Linked DNA regions of Mus musculus: region 2 is linked to region 1. Evidence: chromatin contacts called from public HiChIP or PLAC-seq data. All regions are on one chromosome and are shown on one strand. The core of a region is the stretch at or near the end of the contact, and the rest is flanking DNA. Distances in the headings are between cores, read along the strand shown.

Region 1 (6,526 bases), core at 2,465-4,964:
TATCAATAAATGGGAAAGCATGAGACTGACGCTAATGAACCAGGCAAGTCTGAAGGTGACGGTCACTCAGGATCCAAGGGCACTCTAGAAATCTGCCATCTCCTTGGGCATTATGATTACGTCAATGTTCTCAAGAGCCTCACAGAACTAAAACAGGCCTTCTCTTGCCATCTTCGGCAATGGGCACAGACTGCCCTATCTGTCCTCAAGACACTCAGGCACCAGGGTGGAGAAGACATGCCAACAGGAGTTGCTTACACATCACATTTTTCTTCTTGTAGACATCTGGTTTGCTTTGTGTCTGCCTCAGTCTCCTGTCCCTACTAAGACATCCTAACTGGATTCAGACTGGGACAAGAGACTGACGTGAATATTTTACACACCAAAGCAGGCCTGCCTGGCTTCCAGGTTCTCCCAGAATCCCTCAGTCCCTACTTTGCATACTCTGTTCCTCCCTATACAATCCAGACATGTTGGTCTCTTTCTTCTCCTCTTCCTCCTCCTCTTCCTCCTCCTCTTCCTCCTCCTCTTCCTCCTCCTCTTCCTCTTCCTCCTCCTCTTCCTCCTCCTCTTCCTCCTCCTCTTCCTCCTCCTCTTCCTCCTCCTTTTTTCTCCTCATCCTCCTTCCTTTTCTCCTTCTCCATTCTGTGTGCATGCACCCCCCTTCATTTTCTCTCGCCCCATTTCCCCAAGGTGACTTCCCTGGCCTTGATCCACAGGGCCACTGAATTCACCCATCGAGAGCAGCTTCTTCATTCTCAAGAATGTCCTACAGAAACTCAAAGGTTGCGAACCCAGTGGCTAAAACTCTTCATACTCCAGTACATCTACTGCTGTCCCACTGAGGAAGAGCTGCTTCCATTCTTGGCTTGCATGGTGACTGGGTCTCACCTCCTCACATCTCTTTACTCAGAGACATTTGCTTCCATTTCTAAGTCTCTCACAAGAGTGAGTATGTACAATTGATTGACTATTTCTGTTCCCCTCAAATTCCTGTGTTGGATCACTAATCCCGGTTTGGTGGCATCTAGACATAAAGTCCTTCAGGAAGGAATTGAGATATAAGGGTGAAACTCTCAATAAATTGTATAAGTGAGCCGAGAACAAAACCTCAGCCATCCATCGGATTAGCTTTCTTCCTGCCACTTAAGGATAAAAAGCACACAGGTTGTGCAAACCAGGAAGAGGAGCCTGCACCACCCAGCTCACATCCGATTTCAACTCTTAACCCGTAGGAAGGTGAGAATAGTGTGTGTGATTGGTGTTTAAACCACCAAGTCTGTGGTTTCCTATTAGAGCAGCCTGAAGTGATTAAACAGCATCTATATTGGCAGAAACTAGTTGGTGTGTAAAACTTCCGCGGCAAAGTATCTGACATAATGTATTCCCCGCGTTTTCAAACCTCTGTGCTTTAAGAATCAAGCTGGGCAATGGTTCAAATGGGCACTGAAAGAGCAAAGCAGCAGAGTGCTAAGATTCCCCCTTTCCCGTGGCTCCCATTCAGCCCGCCGAGAACACTGTGAGGAAGGCCTTGATGGCTGAACAGTACCCTCATTTGGGTAACATTCAGGGGAATACTTTTCTTGCTGATTTCCGTTTTACACAATGTGGGCTATTTTCACCAGCCAAGTTCAACTTCTGGTTCATGCCACCCTGGCTCTGAGTCTCCGCTGCAATCTTTCTTTCTTCTTGGGAAACTCCCCAGTCTTTACCACAACTATGTGTGCAAACTCCAGCCTCGCTCCTCCTGACTGCACCATTGCCTACCCTGAGGAATGCAACCCTGTATAAGCACTCCTCCCATCCCCAGCTCCTCAGGGCTCCTTTTGCCACACGCTGCCCTCCTGCCCACTCTCATGATGGGGGCATATGCATATCACACACATAATGGAAGCTTGCCAAGTAAACACTGACGATGTCAAATCAGGTAAAGAAAGAAGGCACTCACTGTTGGGGCACGTGGGAAATTACAACCATTTAACAGGAAATCAAATTAGCCCTCCATGCTGATATCTTTCATGTGCTTTAGATTTGGAGAAATGTGCAAGGCGTCTCTACATTTGAAATAATTGACAAATACAAAGCAAACCGGCCTCCTTTTCAGCAAGCTCATGACAATGTTTAGGAACTCCTTTCTGAAAGGGGAGAAGTGTGTCTAGGGAAGAGAACAGAGTAGAGAAATGGTAGGATTCAAAGATTATTTTTCTTCTTTTTGGCCAAAGAGGATTTGGAAAATAGTCTCACTCAGAAAAAAAAAATAGTTATTGATTAAAATATGAATGAGAATTGTCAGTATGTTCAATTCTTTTGTTTAATCTCTATCAGGATCTCTTGACTGTGAGTGTGTGTGTGTGTGTGTGTGTGTGTGTGTGTGTGTGTGTGTGTGGAGAGAGAGAGAGAGAGAGAGAGAGAGAGAGAGACAGAGAGAGAGACAGAGACAGAGACAGAGAGAATACAAGGTGGCTACGTTGAACAAAACTGATGACAAGATCTTGGACAGCATCAATTAATACATTTTATCTCCCTCATAGCAAAGAGATATGTATTAGCTGATCGGTACACGTGGATTAGGCTATGAACACATAATTTGCTTTTTCCATGCAGATTTTGGAAAATGTTCTTCAAAAGCCAGGCTGAGCCATGGAAAGTTTTCCAATATGATCCCGCTCACGCATCCCTCATGCATATACATCGTCACATAACTATTCATGCTGTCAGTGCGACCCAAGCCTCCCCACTCCCACACCACCTTCTCCAAGCCAGACGCACCTGCTACCCTGGGCACTAACTGCTACTGCCATGTCTTGCTGGGTAATGCCATTGTCAACCTCCCTGCCTGGCACGCGTGCCATTCTCCTGTGCTGGAGAAAGGAATGTTTAATTATTTTTAATCAGTGGACATGGCATCTTGCTAGACAGCGACACTTGGGGGATCCAACGCCATCTGCCTTCCACCAGGCGCCAGCTGCTCTAGTAGATGTCGGTAGAACACCTTAGGACACGGCCTTCCGCTGCCAGGCGCCTCTGCGCGGCTGCCACTGGGCACCATCCCCAATGTGAGGCTGACGCTTAGGCTCCTTGCCTGTCACAGTTTGCCCCTCACCCCTGCCATCCTTTTCAGGGAAGCACTCCTCAGCCCTGCTCCCAGAACATTGTCCACAAAACCCAGGGGCCTGCCAGTAATAACAAGGTGTCCAAATATAAATGTCACCCTAACCCAAATGGCCACCGAGCTTTCCATCACCATAAGTCAACCTAATGGATCCGCTGACTGCAGTCCCACAGAGTACAGCCACGGGCCTCGCAGCGGGTTTGACCCACAGAGAACAAGGGTCAGCCAGCTACTGAATGTTTAAAACAATGGGAAGGAAGCAGGGACAGAAATGCCTCTCGGATAAATCGTGGAACTGTCCAGGGTGAGCTGCACAAGTTGCTGTGACAGACCTGTCCCTTCCACCTCCTACCCTCCCGGTGGCCCCCGCAGCTCTCACAGCTGTGCCAACACTTTGCTGCAAAGCTAGGTTCCTTTGCTGACATCGCTTTATCAGCTCAGCGCGGGGAGCACTTGCCACCTGCCCAACCCCCCAGTCCAGCTAGATGGCCCAGCCTAGTTCCCCAAGGTTCCTGTCACCTCCACCCCTGCCCTTGGAGAGCACGAATGCTTGAAGAGCTGAATGTAGTCGCTCCCATCCCTTCTTTATTTTCATACAAAGTAAAAGAGATCCGCCAAGGGTGGTGGCTGAAGGGCACAAAAAGCCCCAGCTGTGCCTTCCCCCTAGTCAGTTTCACCTCCAGCAGGAAAGCAAACTGTTTTTGTGCCTGAGGGAAATTTGCAGAGCCTCACACTTTCATCCGGAGACTAAACGGACAAAGGGGAGGTCCGGTGCCGCATCTGCCAGAAAAAGGGACGTGTGAAATGTGATTAACTCAGGAAGGAGCTGGGGAAAGTCTGCTGGGGCCTCTCTAGTGCCCCTGTGTTTCCCTGGGTCAGGAGCAGGAGGGAGAGTAAACAAAAGAATTAAATAAATATTTTTTCCTCTTAACCCACATGTTAATCCAGACTCTCACATCCTTAGCACCAACCAACTCAACAGCACCGGCATTAGCCTAGATGATGAAGGAAGGCTTAGACTAGTAGAATTCTTTGCATTTGTAAAATGTGAGGCTAGGAAGGGAAAAGGTTTCAGTAGAATGTAATTTGTGCGGATAGGACGCCATTCATTGCACAGCCAAACACACCGAGCCCATCAGAGAAGCTCAGTTAATGCTATTTCTCAGGCTAAGTGCAAACCACCAGTGCCTGTAGAATTAAAGCCATCAATAGACTAGGGTTCTGCACTTACAGTAAGACAAATAAAATCCCCACTGATATGCCCGTCACTGCAGGAAGCTCTATGTCTGTTTTCAGAGCTGCTCTCTGTGAGAGCTTTGTATGGTAAATGAAGCTATAGTACCCTTGTTTCTTTGTCTAAGTAAGCAATGGCCATTTTATTTTCCAACAGTAGACGAGCTATATCAATTTTTAAAATGGATCTTTGTTTTCACCAAACTGGCTCCCCTGCTTGGATAACTTGTCTCCGGTTCAAGGTATGTACAGAAAGCAGATACTTCTTGGAATTGACTGGAGATGTATTGGATAATCTGCAGACAAATTCCAGTAAAAACTGAGTCAACTAGCAAAAGAGGAACACTCCTCTTTGTTCTGTTGATGACAGGAAAAAAGTGGGAGGGCGGGGAGAGGAAGCAATCTTCAAGACAGGAGATGTTTGAAAGGATTCTTCACATCTGAGTGAATTATTTCATCCTCTGTGGCTACGGAAATCTGTGTGCTCTCAACAGAAGAGGGGAGCAGAAGGTAGACGTGTCCAATATTGGAAACTAAACATACATTAGAAGACACACTGAGAATGAGTAGGGTAGGAGGGCCGTCAGGTGGTCGGTGCCTGCACTCAAACTTTAATGATGCTTCCTATAGGAAGACGCTGCAGGTATTTTCTGGAATATCATAAAAGATTAACATAATCAGCTGTCTAGTGTAACTGCAGCACTTTACAAAGATGGAGTTAAGGTATCATTTATCTCAGTGGGAAATACAAGTCTGAGGGAAGACACTCCATATGTCAAGACGTGAAATAATTTTCCGGGGGGCCCACTTCACTAAGCAAGAGGGTTTTGGGAGGCTGAGGTGGGTGGGTGGGTCTCACCTCCTCAGAGCTACTTACTTCAGAGGTGACAGAGCAAGTCACTCCAGGCACGGGGGAGGGGAGGGGGAGTTCTGGACAGTGATGGCTGAACATTGGTTCCATACTTCCAACACTAAGTTTATCCTCATGATTCCTCAAGGGGCATCGGGACTATGAAAGGCACACAAGAGGGCTTCCCAAAAAGCCAGCTTAACTTAGATTCACTTGTAAAGGACTACTAACAGACGCCAATATTGACCTTGAAAAGTCAAGAGTATCTGTCCCTAGGAGAATGAAGCCAGATTGCTGTTGATCAATACTCTTCTTTTTTTCTACGTGACTCAATTCCAGCCACAACGGCTCGGGTCTAGGGGACTTCCCATTAAGAATGGCTCTCTCTGGAGGGGCAAGGAGTCAATTTGTCTTAACAGAAAGGGCTGAAAGGGGCTAGTGCCTACAAGAGGGGCAATTCAGGCTCCTGGAGAGGCAGAGACAAGGAGGAACTCTGCTCTGTTTGGAGTGCAGAGAGGTTTATTCTTAAGAACGTAGATTTGTACTTGAACCAGCTTTCAAAGTTTGTGTACTTCTCCAGCACTCATTTTATGAGCAGTGTATATTCTGAGCAATCATCATACATATTCTGTAATTTTTCACTTAGAAAAATAGCTTTTGGATTTTCCTACAGCTTCTAATTCCAAAATTAGTTCAACATCTAACAGCGAATGTAGAAATATATACCCCTTTCGGAGACATACTTAGGGCTGGTATTGATTTATGCTATATCATGATTTTAGTCTTATGGGATAATCGCCTTGTCAAGGCTATATTTATTGTTGTGGCTACTAAATCACATTAATTCCTTGGTGATTATACCACGGTAAAGCATTAACAAACTATAGCAGTGACAGAATTCAGTTTTCTTCTTTAAATAAACTCAATGCAAAACTAGCCATGCCCTAGATTTCAATGGCATTCCAACTTTGTGTTTTCCTTCTGCATATCTAACCAAGCTAGGGTTGCAGCCTGCGCCTTGACAGAGATTTGAACTCTAGTGGAAAAGCCCCTTGAGGGAGAAGCAGCACTGCAGAGGCAAGTGCTAATGGCAACACAGTGCAGAAGCAAATCACCCATCAAATGGGACCACTTAGTATTACAGAAGCTTTTGCAAGAAGAGAGAAAGAGAGAGGGGGGGGAGCAGACATGATCTGATATTTAGGTTGCTTTCACTAGGAATAAGCTTTCTCCCCAGTACTCAGGGACTTCATAGCAACATGCCTAAATTCAACTTGCCTTGACACTCTCCTGGTATTTAGCATCATGAAAGTGAGAAAATGAGGGACAGC
Region 2 (6,526 bases), core at 812-3,311, 1.2 Mb before region 1:
AGGGGGAGGGGTGATGGGATAGGGGGTTTCAGAGGGGAAACCAGGAAAGGGGATAACCTTTGAAATCTAAATAAAGTATCTAATAAGTTTTGATTGTTTGTTTGTTTTTTAAAGAATAGTTACTTTTTGAAGGGAATGACTATAAATGCCTTTGGTATGTGAATGACAAAATCTGGTATACTATAGACGTGGTAATAGCTTTATGAAGTAGGCTTGCTGTAAGTCTTGAGTATTGCATCACAGTAGGTTTGGCCTTGAATTGGGGACAGATAGGAACAAAGTAGAAATATATAGGAAAATTCTTCATTTAAACATTTTTTGCCAGCTTATACAACTTTTGATGGTTTGTGCTTTTGACCCCAACTTCATAGAAAGGAAAATTCTACAGACTTTTAACGTACAATTCTTCCTTATTTCTGAAGCATTTCCAGGACATGATGTAGGTGTGCTAAGAACTAATGGCCAAGTCAACCCCATTACTGCCTAAAGTAAAGTAAGAGAAGTCTTTTTCGCTCCCGGGTGGAAAAGATGTCTTATTTTTTTTAACCGTAAAATCTAAAGCTATAAAGATAATTTCTAAGGAGAAAATGACCAAAGTCACAAAAAGTTGCTATACTATACCTAAATTTTAAATTATTTAATAAACTTAAACAGAGGATTATGAGTCACTGTTATAACTAAACTTTGCCCTTAATTCTTTAGTCAATACTTAGCCAATCAACCGGTATTTATTGCACATTGACTCCAACCTTGGCAGTAGCTATCTTTCTTTATTTCCCAGAGGAGTAAAACATACTCATTCCATTAAATCATGAAGTCTCACCTCCACAGATGTCCAGAAGAGATTTGAAGCGTAGGCTCCTGAGGCAGGTCATCACGGGCTTTCCTTTGCATAGACTTTAAGAATCTGTACTTCATCAAAACCTTCATTTGTTCCTCTGATAGTTGCTTGGAGGCCTATCTTGATATATAATAATGATTAAAGGTGTCATTGATAGGGCACTGGCTGAGAATAGGCCAGCATGTATTGGACTCTCCAGTACTTGCAGCCTAGATTGTAGGTGACAGAACATATATGTCACAAAAATATTTTTTATTTGAGGGCCTGAAAGTTAATTAACAATAGTTGCATTCCACACCAAGATGGTGTCACAGGTGAGTGGAATTTTGATGCTTGTTTCTCAATACAAGCTAGAAATATTGATGTAATTACAAAGAATAAATATCAATAAAACAGCAGGTCTCTGATAAACAGATATAATTACCAGAAGGATCTACCTGTTTACACATCAGGACCACTGTCTTCATATATCTTATCCTGTTACATAATTATTAAATAAAACAGTAATTCCAGAATGAGTAATAACTGTCACACAGAGTCCTGCACGGTTGAATATTTTCATCTTGGCAGGAGGATATCCCTAAGTAACATCTAACAAAGAGTCACCATGAATCACTAAACAGTGAACCAGCTCCAAATTGGTATCTGAAAAACCAATCAGCAACCATCAGGGGCTAGGTCCATGTTCTTTGTGTGTGTGTGTGTGTGTGTGTGTGTGATTTTTCAAGGAACTGGAAAGATGCTGCCACTGCCCATGTGAGGATGTGGTGTGTTTATATCTTTCACTTCTCAATAGGGTGGGGTGGATTTCCTTTTGTAAAAGCCAGAAGCCCTTGTGAGAATGAATTTGGCACAGCGACAAGGACTTCCTTTTGCTTTTACGGCGAGTATCTTGGTATTCTTTCTCTTGAAGTGCTGTGATGGGCACAGGACGGAAGAATAGCTCCTTGCTGAGCTGTGTGGCTCCTCCAGATGAGAACAGCAGGAGACCAGGCAGATGGCCAAGGCAGAGTAGGACTGGAGCGAAGATCACAGCCAAGCCCAAGCCCGCTGAAGATCCACTGCACACAGGCAGCAAAAGGAAATAGCTTGCTCTGAACCCTCGCATGTCCTTAATACTTTCTGGGTGCAGAGCCGGGATCTCCCCTTTGACCTGGCCTTAGGCAGACACAACTTTATAGAGAAGGCCTGGTTTTGAGCCGCTGCTTTGCACAACAATGGGCTTGGCTGAGTCCAGCGGCTGGAAAGAGTATGCAAGTGCATAGAGCCTCTGAGATTGATTGCTTAGTTTCTTGCTAGCTGTCACTCAGAATCCTCTCCAGCTTTGGAGGAGAGCTTGGTTATTTCCTTTCCAGGCCATTTTCGTCTTTCAAAAAAAAAATCTTTATTGTCCTTTAGCCTTTGTGGCACTGCCCCTTCAGGCTGGGCAAGTTGCAGCATTCCAGTGTCACTCAAAGTCAGTCAAATCCAGACAAAGAGCAGGGCCTCCTGTCAGGACTATTGGGAGGGGGAAGGGAGGTGCTTAGCCCCATTCCTTTGTAGTACTCAGCCCTGGGGGTCCTAGAGAAAGCATTAAGAAAGCTCAGGAAATCAGACTTAAGCCTCCTCGGAGTCTGTAGAGAGTTCAATCCCAGCCAGTGTTTGTTTATAAAACAGCTAAATAATTCACACCCGGTTTGCCATTTAACCTCTTGGACACATGTTTTTTGGCCTACTGAGGAGATTTTTTTTTTTTTTGGAGTTGTTCCTAAGAGTGCTGAGTTTGATACTGACAGAAAGGAATCTGAGGTCAGAACTTCTATTTTAAACAGAGGCCTCTGGGATTTATAAAGGATGTTTCCGATATGTTAAAACAGCTGGAAAAGCCTTTGAGATCTTCAGTGAAAGCAAGAGGATTCCTAATTTGTATTACAGGTGAGCAAGCACAGGCCTAAGAAGCTCGGCTGACTTTCTCTTGCATGGCCAGAACTCCAAGAACACGGTGCAACCTAAAGAGGCTCCCAAGGACCCAAAGGGAAACTGGCCCATCCTCAGAGTTCCCAGGACCACTCTCAAGTTAGGGATGCTTTTGAAGAGAGTAGAAAATCTGTTTATCTTCAGTCCAGCTGAGGGCCTTTCCATCATCTGTGGATTAAAAGGAGACTCTCAAGGTCATTAGCTCTGAGTTTCTCTGGGTGGGTGGGGATGGGTTTGGCTGCTGAGTTATTCTGATGACCCAGAAATTACCTGTATTCATTTCTTTCTTTTTAGATAAAAGCATTTCTATTCTGGTTTTTCTATGGCTCCTTTTCAAGAGAAGAGGAGAAAAAAAAAAAAACCATCGTCTTTGCTAGCAGAGTCTCCTATTCTCTGCATTCTTTTATAATCTGTCTTGATTCTCAGCCCATACCTTAGTCCTTTTTTGTACTCTGTGTCTTTTAATCACTAAAGAATCTGACTCAGTGTCTGTCCCTGTGGATCACAGGCTGGTCTCCTTCATCTGTGTCTCCAGGAGAGGGAGGGGCCAGGAACCTTTTTTCTCCTATGCAGCCTCCTGCCCCAACAATATAACTGCCTTTTCTCCAGGGTCTCCTTTGGGCTGTTATTCATTCCTAAGGTTGACTTTTTAGAAACACTTTCATGTAACACCAAGAAAATCTGATAACCTATCTCATTATTAAAACAGCTATGAAGTTGTTTCATATATATGTGTGTATAAATATACAGAAATACATGTATAAAGATATCTACTTATATAAGTGTATATCACAGAACACCAGTATTATGTTATTTTCTTTATTATGTGCATCAAAGACAAGCAAAAATATAAAAAAGAAAATTCCATATAATGGAAGAGCAGTTACGGAGGCTTTTAAATAGCATCACTCTGGGGAAGGGTGGGCGGTCATATGATAAAACAATTCATACTCAGATCGCATCATGTTGGAAGCTTCTTTATAACTATCATTTACAGGAGATATTGGTAGTACAGAAGAAAAACGGATCTCCACCTACAAGCAAAGAGGAAATAACAGCTGCTAATATGTGACAAAATTCTTTCAAATGAAAAATGCAGCTTTCTTACACTGGCTTCCAGCTTGCTTCTCTCTTGCCCTCTTGGGCTCTTCCCTTCTCTCTCCAGGTGGCTATGGCCAGCCTCTACTTCTCTACTCTCTCCCTCTCTCTGCCTTTTTCAGCCTCTACTACTCTCTTAACTTTCCTTCCCATGCCCTAAATAAACTCTATTCTATATTAAATTTTTTTTTGAAAAAAAAAAGAAAGAAAGAAAGAAAGAAAGAAAGAAAGAAAGAAAGAAAGAAAGAAAGAAAGAAGAAAGAAAAATGCTGATGGAAAGAAGAGCACCAGCCCTGGTGGTAACTATTCATCCTAGCATCACCTGCAGTTATATTTTGGTTAAGAATCTTTCTGTTTATGCCAATAGTTTTCTTTTGAAAACGACTTTTCTTTTTATTTATTTTTTAGCAGTTCTAGACTCAGATTAGCCAACTGTCTGAAGTTTATATAAAACCACAAATGTGACAGTCTATTGTCACTTAGAATTGGCATCTCTAAGTTCTCTGATAGTGCCAGGTGCTGGCTTATGCTTGTAATGTTGCTCTCTCTTTCTGTCTTCTACCAAACAGACAGGTGATAAGAAAACACACAGTTTTAAACAGCTAGCACACTAAAAGTACAGCTTTCTTTATAGTCTGCTTTTCGACTTTGATTTGTAAATTAATCTAGGAAACACCGTAGAGGAAATTTCCTTAGTTTAGGAACTAAAATCGCAGCCTAACCTTTTATGTGGGCCAGAATATCGATGCACATTTCATTTCTAGTCACTTGTGCACGCTTGCTCCTCTTCTGGTACCACTCAACTAAGGAGAAAGGAAGATAGGTTTGAAAAGACACTGAAGACTCTGTGGGTGATGGAGAAGAAGCATCATCTTCACAGAAATTAGAAATAACAGAAAGGACCTTCTGCCAAGATCCACGTATCACAGAAACATAAATCAATCCTCATATTAGAGGTACAAGCAGTAACAACTATGCAGGCTTTTTCTATTGTTCCTTTTTTACATCTATCTATCTATCTATCTATCTATCTATCTATCTATCTATCTATCTATCTATCTATCTCTGGTGTGCACAGGCACATGCATACATATGTGTGTTCTGTGTCACATTGCATGCCATGGTTGCACTTGGAGATTAGGGGGTAACTTCTATCCTTACATTCTATCTTATCTGAAATAGGAATTCTTTGTTGCTTATAGCTGCACAAACTAGTTTAGCGTGCCCTTGGCTATTTTCCTGTCTCCACATCCCATGATGTCATCGTTACACTAGGACTACATATGCATATTACCACAAAAGGATTATTTGTGGATTCTGGGATTTGAACTCTGGTCTTTACACTTGTTCAGTGAGCACTTTACCCATTTTACCTCCGGGTCCTTTTAGATACAACACATCTGATGATCCTCGAGACAAAGACAAGCAGACAAGAATTGCAGAGTTTTCATCTTCTAAGACATGTTCACCAAGATTCACGAGACTCCACAGTAGCAGCTCTTCCTCCAAGTGTTTTCTGTGCGCTCACTTTTTACTGTGAAAACTAAAGAAGAATTGATATATTGAATGGTGAATGACTTGTAGTCACTATCTCATAGAACAGGATCACAAAGTGCACATGATCAGAACAAGGCAAACGCTATTAGTGGGTGATGGAGCAGCAGTGAAAACATGAGGAAAGGTTGTGGAAGAAATCAAAGTACAGAGCAATCAAAAATATAACCAAGAGTTAACTGGGTATTAATTAGTGAACTAGCAGTAGTTTGGAGAGATAGTCTAATCATGCAAGGACTTTGGTGACAGGAAGCATACTATACATATAAACCTAAAAGAGTTCACGGTACTTAGAAGATAAGATGGAGCGAGAAATAGGATGAAGTAGAAAGAAAGAGAGAACAGGAACAAAAGAAGCTTAAAATACGACCCTGCATAGGAGTGAAATCTCTCATAGGAATTTCTAGAGTGGAACCAGAGCACAGCATGGATAGAGAAAGTGTCCAGATGAGGGATGTGGAACAGGCCAGACTAGGTCTGTGTGAGAGTTGGGGAGGGAGAATATACCAGTTACTTTGCATCATAGTGAGGAAGAGATGACATCAGGAGCTTGAGGCAGCTGGGTCATGTTGTGTCCTCAGTAAAGAAGCAGAGGAAGATGAACACTCCTGCTTAGACTTCTTTCTCCTTGCCACTGAGTCTGTGACTCCAGCCAAGGGAATTTCACTTCCCACATGTAGGATTAGCTATTCCACCTTGATTAATCTAATGTAGATAATCCTCCATACATATTCTCAGAGATCTATTTTACATGGTGATTGCAGATTCCATTGGGTTGATGCTGAAGGTTCACCATCAGGGGAAAGAACTGTGGGGACTCTCATCTTCTGCGTACATGGGATTCAGATGTTCTGAAGTTGATACTTTAGAAGGGAACAGAATGAGGTCAGTGCTTTCTAGAAATGTGTTAGAGATGGTTAGCAGGCTTTATGATAATGATGCTAAACATCTGGACAGGCTGTGCTGTAAATATCCATTTGGGAATATTAACATTTAAGTAGTGTTTGAAAGCTTGAAGAACAAATGAGCTCGTTCCAGTGAGAATATGTCCAGTGATAATAGGAGTGGGCCAGGTTG

Evidence for each region. HiChIP or PLAC-seq counts read pairs in DNA pulled down with a chosen protein or histone mark.
Region 2: a contact with region 1 is called in an H3K27ac HiChIP or PLAC-seq map of embryonic stem cells, with 7 times the contacts expected there. The contact joins two enhancer-like sites. A contact is called at or near these places in 1 of 15 datasets of contacts at CTCF or cohesin (the NIH/3T3 cell line), 1 of 115 datasets of contacts at active chromatin or transcription factors (embryonic stem cells) and 1 of 9 other capture datasets (embryonic stem cells).

What each region holds. Positions count from the first base shown.
Region 1 is chr3:147,179,024-147,185,549 of GRCm38.p6, reverse strand. No RefSeq gene overlaps it. Among named protein-coding and RNA genes, the nearest start is that of Gm36726, 57 kb to the right of the region's middle. Within about 2 kb of position 3,714, at least 54 of the 459 cell types and tissues checked have an H3K27ac peak or open chromatin away from gene starts, as enhancers often do. A contact at or near this core is called in embryonic stem cells, where this site is marked.
Region 2 is chr3:148,339,291-148,345,816 of GRCm38.p6, reverse strand. Gm29836 (a long non-coding RNA gene) reads right to left here. Exons shown (of 3, transcript XR_867739.1): 2 at 5,269-5,438; 3 at 3,689-3,831. Among named protein-coding and RNA genes, the nearest start is that of Gm29836, 4.6 kb to the right of the region's middle. Within about 2 kb of position 2,061, at least 97 of the 459 cell types and tissues checked have an H3K27ac peak or open chromatin away from gene starts, as enhancers often do. A contact at or near this core is called in embryonic stem cells, where this site is marked.